Linked DNA regions of Rattus norvegicus: region 2 is linked to region 1. The links are chromatin contacts, called in public Hi-C maps. All regions are on one chromosome and are shown on one strand. The core of a region is the stretch at or near the end of the contact, and the rest is flanking DNA. Distances in the headings are between cores, read along the strand shown. Region 1 has its middle 13 kb from the start of Zc3h12a. Region 2 has its middle 8.0 kb from the start of Trnap-agg51.

Region 1 (5,048 bases), core at 1,917-4,416:
TATGCCTTTAATCCTAGCTCTTGGAAGAAGGTAAGGATCATCCCTGGCTACGTGGGGAGTTTGCAGTCAGTTTGGGCCACAAGGAACTTGACTTTAAAAACAAAATGCCAACTCCAATAAATGCTGACACTAACTACTATCAACCAAGTTTGCTTACGACTCATCGAAGGAAGGGGTGAGCGTGCTTACGTACACAGAGGAACGTTTATCTCAGTGGGTAGGATTGCCTTGGATTGCAGCTAGCCAGCCAGCCAGCACCCCACACTGAAGAGACACCTAAGGCCACTATGTGCTGTGGGAAGGACTAGTTTAAAGAGAGTAAGCCAACTTCCGAGCCAGATGTGACAGCACATGCCTGTAATCTTTTTTTTTTTTTTTCTATTCTTTTTTTTCCGGGGCTGGGGACCGAACCCAGGGCCTTGCGCTTGCTAGGCAAGCACTCTACCACTGAGCTAAATCCCCAACCCCACACGCCCGTAATCTTAGCACTTGGGAAGTGGAGCCAGAGGAGTTCAAGGCCAGCCTGCGTCTGTACTCAGGAAGAGCCCACCCTTGGCCTCTGGTAGTTGTAAGACCTGGCTTTTGTTGTAACATATTTGTCCCAAGACAGTCTAGTGCAAAGCTTCATGGGAATGTCAAGCGTATTCTTCCAAGGACTGAGGAAGGGGCCGTTCTGTTTAAAGTCAGTGTTCCAGCACTGCTGGGGTGCATGAGGTGGGGAGCAGGATCAGCCCACAGAGTTGGAGTTTGCAGGAGGGACATTAGGAAACTTGGGAACTGGGATGAGGCCAGTGTGGGGCCAAGAGCTATGCTTTCAAAGTAGCTCTTCTGACCCAGTGAGGCCTCAGGTCTCAGGACCCTCAGAGTGTCGCTGGGAGAACAGAATCTATCCCCGCACAGGTTAAACCATTTCTCCACTCTTGAGTTTGTATTCGTTGCTTTCAGGAAAATCTTTTGTTCCAAGAGTAGGAAGCAGGCAGTGGGGTCTTCACCTGAAAACGTGAGCTTTTGCTCATGGGCACAGCTAGTGTAGAGGGAAGTGCTGCCCTTGCAGTATGAAGGGGGCGCCAAGGAGCCTGCGTATGTAAGCGCATAAGTTCAAGTGTGGTTGTAAAGCACTCCTAGCTTGGCTTTTGCACCTATTTGGGCTTTCCCACCCACGGCCTTATTCTAGATCACTAAGGCATTTGCACACTTGCAAATTTATTCAGAAGCTATGACGTGATGTTCTGGTAGAATGAAGCAGAGGGCAGTGTTCTGTTCACTACTTCTACCATGGGGCTGTCTGAATAGTGCCTAGGAGAGCTAGCTCTCTCTCTCTCTCTCTCTCTCTCTCTCTCTCTCTCTCTCTCTCTCTCTCTCTCTCTCTGTGTGTGTGTGTGTGTGTGTGTGTCTCGTGCATGCGCCCTTGCATGAAAATGTGAGGGGAGGGTACAGCGGTGTAGTGGTGGGTATGCTGTGTTCAAAATGCAGTTCCAGGTCTGGACCTGCGGGGTCAGCCTCAGGATTTGAAGCACAGGTTTTATTTTGAGCACTGTTCTTTGGAGTCAGTCGTACGGTGGGTCTGCAAGGAAGCAAGGTGTGGCATCAGGGGTGTCCAAAGGAAAGGGAGCGGGTGTGGAATGGCTCGAGATGTGGGAGGAGAAGATGAGATCTTCGATGTGTTCCCACTCTGGACCTCGGCCCTTTGTAGTTCTTCACTTTGAATGTGTTGTGTAATACACGTTAATATTAGTTCATTAATACATGTGGATAATTTATAAATAAATATTAGGTTGAACCGCAAGAAACTGCTGAGCGTGAAATGTGTTCCTCTATGAAGAAGTGACTGTTGTCATGGTTTAATGGCATCTGTTGGAAGTATGCGTAGTCCAAGTTTTTATTATTCACGTTAAGTAATCCACTGTAGGCTCCTGGTCAGAGGTCTCCCAGCTCCACTCCCCACCGCAGAAGCACTGTTTCCAGAGCTGGCAGGGAGCTGGCTGTGCCTCGCCTTACCTTTCTGAAGTGGCTTCTTAGTTTAGGAAATACCACAGAGCCAGTTCTTGGGCTGACAAGATAGCTCAGCAGGCGAAGGCATTGGCCGCTAAGCCTCACGATTGCAGTTTGGTCCCTAGGACCCACAGCACGAAAGCTGAGAAGCAACTCCCTGATAGGGTCTACCGTGCACACCTGTAATCCCAGCCAGCAAATGGGAGGCTGAGGCAGGAGGGGTTTTGCTATCTCAAGTTGTCCAAAACAGCAAAAACCAAAACAAATTCCAAAGAGATCGTTGCCTCCTGACTAAGATTCCACTGCCCTGTGCTAGTTTCTCTAGCCTGTGCCCTTACCGACGGTGTAGCCTTCTGAGGAAATCATTTTGCAGAAGAGGGCTGTGTCAGGTTTGCTGAGTCAAGAGGTCTATGTTTCTTAGGTGACCTGGAGTACCAGGCCCCCTCCAGGGCTGACACTAGTGATAAGATCCTGCGTCTTTCCCCACCTCCTGCCAAAACGACAGACTCGGTTCGTAAGTCTGTGAGATTATATTCTTTTTCTCCCTGATTATTCTTCCAGCCTGAAGGTGTGTATGTGTGAGTTGTGTGTACATGCTCGAGTGCATGTGTGTGCAACACGTATTGCTGAGGGTTGGAGCAGGGGATTGGTACACGTTGAACTCATACATACTCAACCAGTCAGCTGTACTTCCTGCCCAGGAGTGTGTCTTGGATAATTCATTGTCTGGACACTCAGAACTTCCTGCGAATGCCTCTGGAAATTCACTGCTTAGACAAAAATCGTACACTCGTGATCTAAGGACTCTGGGATACTTAGAGGGCAGTCCTGCACTGCATACTGAGTGAGACCCTGTCCAAAACAGAAGCCGAAAGGAGTTCCCCTCCTCTGTCGGTGTTTATATATTCTCCCAGACAGAGTCATAATTCTACAGCCCATTATTTCAAACCTCATGGAGTCATGCCTACCCTCACCCCCTGAAAGAAAGACATCAGTGGTTTAGAGTACTAGCGACTCCCAAGTGAGCAAGCCACTGGCTTCAGGCAGTAGTAGTACCAGGAGCTTCCAGAAGGTGGCAGCAGGATGCTGTGTGCTGGGTGAACTGCGAACTGGGGTGGCTAAGCCATTCCTCCCACGGAGTCTCTTTGCTGTTCCTTAAACTGGCAAGCAGTTTAGGATCGCCAGCTGCTGCCTTGAGAACAGCTTCAGAAGGCACACCCTAGGTTACAGGCTGGGCCTCCTCCCCCGCCAGGAACTGACTGGAAGGATTTACATGCCGTGGCTTAGGATAGCTTGGGCTTCCCTAATTACAGGGCCCTACTTCCTGCCTCTTTCAGCCAAGTCTCCCACACCCTTCCCATGAAGTAGGAGGCCCACAGGACAGGTTCTTGTCACCTAGTCTGCTGTGGGCCAGTGACAAGATGAGCCAGGAGGTGAAGCCTGGGATGAAGGTTCTGGGGTTCTTGGGCCAACTTCCTTCTGGCAGGACTCCCCAAGTTGTCTGCTCACTTTACCCAACTCCTTGAGATGGGTTAGGCTGTCCCTGGGGAAGGTGGGCAGAGAACCTTGGTAGTAGGGAAAAACGGAAGTAGGAAATGGAGCTTCAGAGATGGGCACTGGCCTTGCCCCCCACAACTGGCTACCCTAATCCCCTGAAAGACACCCACAGTTTGGGGGGCATTAGCACTCCAATTGGGCTTTGCACAGTATCTCTTTTGTTCTTAGTTAGGTACCAGGATCTCCAGGGACTGCCAGATAGTCCCATATCCTGAAGAAGTCTGATGAGGGCCGAGTGGAGAGTGACCCAGAGGGGGTGCGGGGGGCTTCACCCCATTCAGGCTAGCAGTACAGAGGTTTCCAGTCTCAGCCTACAAGCAAAGGCAGACCAGCCATTTTGGCTTCTGAGAAGGCTGGGGTCCCCCCACCCCCTCACAAGGGGTTAGTCTTGTGGAGCAGAACTTGCTGAAGCACCTAGAGGTCACTACCTGCTGGTGCTCGTGGGAGGGCAGGGTGGGAAGGCCCAGCTCAGCTCTCTGGGATCATTTCCCAACAGAGAATTTGCATACACACCAGTTTCCCCATCACCAGCTTGGCTCAAGTAACCAGGAAGAACTGGAGTGAGGAGCAGCCGGGGCAGCTACCTGGAATTTGATCCCTTGCAGCAAGACTAGTGGCTTGAGCTTTGGTCCCAGGAGTTACATTCTGTCCCTGCCACCCTCTCCCGTTAAGCTCACACGTGGATCTCTGTGGGTCGGGCAGCTGAAGCCCCAAGAGAAGGGCAGTGAGTAGTCAGGGCTGCCAGCTACTGAGTAGGGGCCTTGCGCACTACCTCTAGCTGCCACCGGTTAAGGCATTCTTTTATAATATCTGGAGAGGCGGGGCGTCTTTGTGTCCTCTTCACGGGTGGGAAGTCGAGGTTCCCCCTGTCCGAGCTGCCTTAGCCAGAGGACAAGGTGGTGAGAACTTTGGCGTTAACGCTGAAGCAAGTCACAGAGAAGCAGCAGCAACCTTGGCTTTGAGCCTCGCTGCCTGGGTAGCCCTGCCCGGAAGCGAGATTGAGAAACAGGCCTGGAGGCATGGCCCTGTGGCTGGCCAGTTCAGCTGAGCTGAGCTGTCAGGAAGCACGGGCACCAAGGCAGACATCAGAAGGCCCAAGCTGACCCTCGTCTCCCCAGAGCCCAGTCCTAGCTGGCACCTACTGTCTGAATCTGTAGCCCTCATTGGTTTCAATGAACCAGCAGGGCCAGGCCTTGCCTCCTAACATTACCCATAGCCAGCTGCCATAGGCCACTGCCTGTCTGTGGAGTCACTCCATTCTCACACCCATAGGACAGTCACAGATAACTCCAAGGCTGGCTAAGGAAGCCAGTGTGAGAGTTTCCCACTTCCCCCTTCTGGAGGATCCCTGAATCTCACAGTCCCAAAGTGCCACAGTATTGTACAGAGAGGGCCCTACGAGCAGGTGAGCACTGTAGTTGCTTCGATGGGAGGGCAAGCCCACTTCCCACTTCTGAGGGTCTTGAATCACTCTCATCTGGTGTCAGGGAGAATACCGA
Region 2 (4,894 bases), core at 348-2,847, 46 kb after region 1:
TCTTTGGGCCTTGGTTTTCTAGACTGTAAAACAAAATAAGGATAATTCTGTGCGAGTGAAGTGAATTATTACTAGTGAAGTGCTCGGAACAAAATGTGTTCCTGGCATGTAGTGTGGTGGGTGCCCCTGGTAGTTTACTGGGGAACCCCTTGCCCCAGAGGTTGAGTATGAATGAGAAGTCCTGCCTTGGCTTGCACAGAGCCAGAGTAGTAGGGAGCCACTGCAGCAGGCTTGCTGCATTCTCCAGACCCCTGCTGACCCAGGCCTGTTCCCCCTGCTCTGGGGATTTCCAGCGAGGTCAGGGAGACTTGGTATAAGAAGTAGGTACTTCAGAAAGGAGAGGAGCATAAACATAGTGGCTGTGAAGAGGGCTTTATGGAAGGCTGGGGGAGGTCAAAATTGACAGGAGAGTGTAAGAGTGTGAAGTCTCCCCTACCTTTGTTTTAGAAAAATTCTTTTAAAAAAAGATTTATTTTATTTATATGAATACACTGTTGCTGTCTTCAGACACACCAGAAGAGGGCATCGGATCCCATTACAGGTGGTTGTGAGCCATCATGTGGTTGCTGGGAATTGAACTCAGGACCTCTAGAAGAACATCCAGTGCTTTTTTTTTTTTTTTTTTTGGTTCTTTTTTTCAGAGCTGGGGACCAAACCCAGGGCCTTAGCGCTTCCTAGGTAAGCACTCTACCACTGAGCTAAATCCCCAGCCCCACATCCAGTGCTCTTAATCCCTGAGCCATCTCTCCAGCTCATTTTTTTTGGGGGTGGGGAGATTTCTCTGTGTAGCCTGGCTAGAACTCACTATGTAGACCAGGCTGGTCTTGACTGAGACCCACCTGCCTCTGCCTCCCAAGTGCTGGGATTAAAGGCGTGCACCATCACTGCCCAGTTTAATTTTTGTTTTGCAAGGCAGGATCTGTCTTGGAATTCATTGTGTAGATCAAGCTGGCCTTGGATTCACAGAGGTCCGCCTGTCCCTGCTCCTGAGTGGGTCACCAGGCTAGACCTAGACCTTTGTTTTGAAGACAGAGTTTTCTTACGTAGCTCTAGGGGACTTGGAACTCACTAGGTAGCCTTCCTTGGCTTCTTACTCTCTCCTTGATTCTTTGCTTGTCTCCTAAGTGCTGAGCTTGAGCTCTCATGCCTAATTGTCTCCTTGAAAAAAAAAATCTCCTTATGTTACCCAAGTTAGCCTCAAAATTCTTAGGCTCAAGTAATCCTCCTGTCTCAGCTCCCGAGTAGCTGAGCATGCTACCAAAGCTATACTAACGCTTTCTCTAAGAGACTCTAGCACCCAGTTTACAAGTCACGCAGCAGCAGAGCGCCGCAGGCTCCGTCCAGCAGGGGGCAGCCGCGGTGCGTGGATGTGTGCCGGCTTTGCTGCGCTGGTACCTAGGGAAGGGTCTAGGTACGAGGTGGGGAGATCAATACAGGGTGTTCAGGTTTCCAGGGCTGGAGCGCCACTGTCACATCTCACGATCAGTCCTGCCAGAGAGCAAGGACACCAGCAAGAGCAGGGGTCTTTAGTCCTGGAACAGTGTTAAAATCACTCCTGCAGTGCTAAAAAAATCTCTGGAGCCTGTGCCTACCTCAGTTTACTGTCAACCAGTGTCTGGGGGCGGGGCCCAGAAACCTCAATTACAACAGTCTCCTGACATACTAAGCAGATCGGGTCGTCAGGATTTGAGCTTGAATAAACACAGCCCTGGCTACCTTTTCCTTTCTGAGAGGGAAGTCCGGGGTGGATGACAGTCCTAGGAGTTGATTTGGTCACGGTTGGTTTGGAAGGTAAGAGTTGACAGAATTGTCAGTACACAACGGAAGTCCCTCTCCCACCCTTGGAGGGGGAAGTTCTCAGAGGGCAGGGAGAACACATGCGTTCTTGAGCATGCGTGAACAGGCATGCTTGAAGGTTCAGGGTGACTACGTGCTTGCACACACATTTCTCTGACCTGTACAGGTGCTACATATGCATGTTGGTACAGGAGAGTTATTAATACTCAGAGCTGCTAAACAACTCCTGGGCTCATAGGCACAGATGTGGGTGTGTGCGCACGTACACAGGCACACGCACACGAATGTGAAAACACACACACACACACACACACACACACAGAACTGCGCTTTTTCTCTGGCTCACATATCTTACAGTGTGTGGCTACCTCAGGGAGGGAAACCTGCATGCCCTGTATCTGTGGGTTTTTTTCCAAGCCTCTGCAGAGGCGAGCTTTGCTGTTTGAAAGTCTTTTCCTTTCTTCTCCCGTCCAGCCTGATCGATATGCCTCCCTGGTGCAGCCTCCCCACAGACCACACACAGGCGGGATCGGTGTGGACAGAGTCAAGTGTGGGCTTAGAAAAATCCACAACCTTCCAGGCACAATTCCTTCAGCCAGGCTCTAGGCTGGCAGCTGGCCCTGCTGGTAACAGCCTTCTCATAGCTGATGCAGCTGGCACCAGGCACTGGATACCCACCCAGCAGGCCAGGTTCACTATGTTGGAAAGGGCATGGGAAGCTACGTGGAGCTGGATAAGCACAGAGAACTCCTAGACAGACCAGTTCCGTTAGTGAAAATGGTGTGCATGCTTATTGGACTGAACGGTTGATGGCGTGGGCTGAATGTAACACAGGCGTTGGTTTATTCAGTTGCCTTTGAGATGAGAGTTCAGACCTGATGAAGAGTGAGCCGTCTTCATTGTCACCTGGGTGGGATGTGGAATCACATAGGAGGCACTTCTGGTTGTGTCTGGGAGAGCGTTTACTGAGTGGGGAAGACCTTCTTTGAATGTGGGCAGCAGTATACCACTGTCTTACTGCTCTTGTAGATGGCCTGGGTTCTTTCCTAGCACCCACACGGGACAGCCCAGAACAGCCTGTAATACCAGCTTTGGGAGACCCAATGCCGTTTTTTTCTGGCCTGTGAGACCACATGTACATGGTCCAGTCATCACGTGGTCACATAGCAGTGGAGAAGGCAAATCCATGCCGCACAAATTTCTGCATCGTGAGTTTGAATCTCTGTGACCACCATGCTTTCTTTGCCGTAATGGGATGTGTCCCCTTACAGTATGCCAGGGTAACCCCTTCAAGTTGCTTCTGGTGAGGTGTCTTATCCTAGCAAGGAGGAACATAATGAATATAGCTTTGACCTTCATTTAGGATGGAAAGAACGTACACAGCCCTGACTACGGACAGCACGCCCAGCTGGGCATGGTCTGGGTTGAGAACTTTCTCTCTGTAAGAGAGGCCAATGTGCCTTTCTGTGAGGCATATGCAGACCGCACTCCCTGGACATGTGGCTTGGCATGGGACCTCATCGCCATGCTACATGGGGGAGGGTGGGAGCTCAGCAGTCCATAAGCTTTGAGGCAGCTTTATCTGATGTTGGTAGGTGGTGCTGAATGGTGGTGCAGGAAATGTGGCTTGGTGTGGGGCGTGCTGGACTGAACGTCTGGTGCCTGGGTGTTGGGTGGGGTAGGATGAGTTTGGGTAAGAAATGCTTCTTTTGGAGGGGGAGGGAGTGCATTCAAGTGTGTAATGGGCTAATGGGAATGCCAGTGTAGGTGAGACAGGTGCTCCATTGTTCTCTATCGGACCCGGTGAATCAGGTATATCCCTCTGTGTACATTCGGGAGCTGCCTGGGTGGGGCATTCCTGAAGGCTGGCTCAAGGCTGAAGCATTTCAATCAAGTTTTTGCATTCATGGGTAGCCCTCCCCAAGGCTCCAGCCAGCCTCAGGCTGCATGGATGGGGTGAGCTGGGTTCCATCCTGACGCTGTTTTAACTATACTGCCCTGGGGATGAGAGGCTAGCAGGGCTCTGCCTGTGAGCTTGTCCTGGAAGTAAACAGGAAGGTTGGTTGGTGGTTCCTACGGGAGCTCCATCAGGAGTCTCTGACCTCTGACAGGCTTGGACCTCTGTCCAAGAAGGTCAGCTCAGCACTTGAGGCCAACTGCCCTCTATGCCAAGGGACATCACTTCTTTGGACCCCAAGGCTAGGCTACCTCTTTCCTGTGCCTCTAGCTGTTAGTCCTCGTCATCTAGCCAAGCCAGCCTTCTACCTTTCTTCCCAGCACCAACTTCAGTTTCCACGAGGCGATGGCTAGTGCACATGTGCCCACCACACTGTACTTCCCTCGGGTGTCGCAGGGAAGCTCCTGGGAGAGCTTGGTACCTCAGAGTCTGACTCAACTGCTTTGTGACCTACCTGGGTAGATTCCAAGTGCTAACTCATGCCACTGAGGATGGGGAGGGGGAACGGATTCTCTGTCTGATGCTCAGTCTGCTGGCTCTCTCGACAGAAACGAAAGGGTGTCCACAAGCAATGAAGCTGTCGTAGCTGAGGCTTACCCTTGGGATTTGGTTGGGTGTCCCGGCAGGAGGGGTGAACATTGCCAAGGAAAGAGATGAGTTCCCTTAAAATAAAATCTTTCCTGTCCCCAGGTTTCACTCTGTCACTCAGGCTGGCCTTGACTGTTTTTACTCAGACCCCTCCCCCCAAGTGCTGGGGTAACAAGCATGTAGCCATTTGCCTGGTTTAAGGAGGACCTTTATGGTCTTCAGGTTCTAGGAGAGAGGGAAACTCCAAGCAGAGGGCACTGCTACTTGCCCTCTGACAGGGCCTGTGTGGTCCCCAACCTTGCTTAGTAGGCTGACAGGGATCTGTGGGACTCGGAATGTGGGCGTCCTGCAGTGTGCTTGTTGAACAGTGGGCAAACAGCTTCCTGAGATGTTTGCACACACATACCACACACAGACATAGAACAGACAGACAGACAGACAGACAGACAGACACACACACACACACACACACACACACACACACACACACACACACGTATGGTACCAGGGATGGATCTCAGGGCCTCACACACAAGTTGGACTGTCAGCTCT

The links. Hi-C and Micro-C count contacts between places; a contact is called where the count stands out from the background.
Region 2: a contact with region 1 is called in a Hi-C map of mammary epithelial cells, with 2.8 times the contacts expected there. The contact joins two enhancer-like sites. A contact is called at or near these places in 6 of 12 Hi-C or Micro-C datasets (the A7r5 cell line, Schwann cells, kidney and 3 more).

What each region holds. Positions count from the first base shown.
Region 1 is chr5:142,654,510-142,659,557 of GRCr8, forward strand. No RefSeq gene overlaps it. Among named protein-coding and RNA genes, the nearest start is that of Zc3h12a, 13 kb to the right of the region's middle. Within about 2 kb of position 3,167, at least 34 of the 93 cell types and tissues checked have an H3K27ac peak or open chromatin away from gene starts, as enhancers often do.
Region 2 is chr5:142,702,219-142,707,112 of GRCr8, forward strand. No RefSeq gene overlaps it. Among named protein-coding and RNA genes, the nearest start is that of Trnap-agg51, 8.0 kb to the right of the region's middle. Within about 2 kb of position 1,598, at least 2 of the 93 cell types and tissues checked have an H3K27ac peak or open chromatin away from gene starts, as enhancers often do.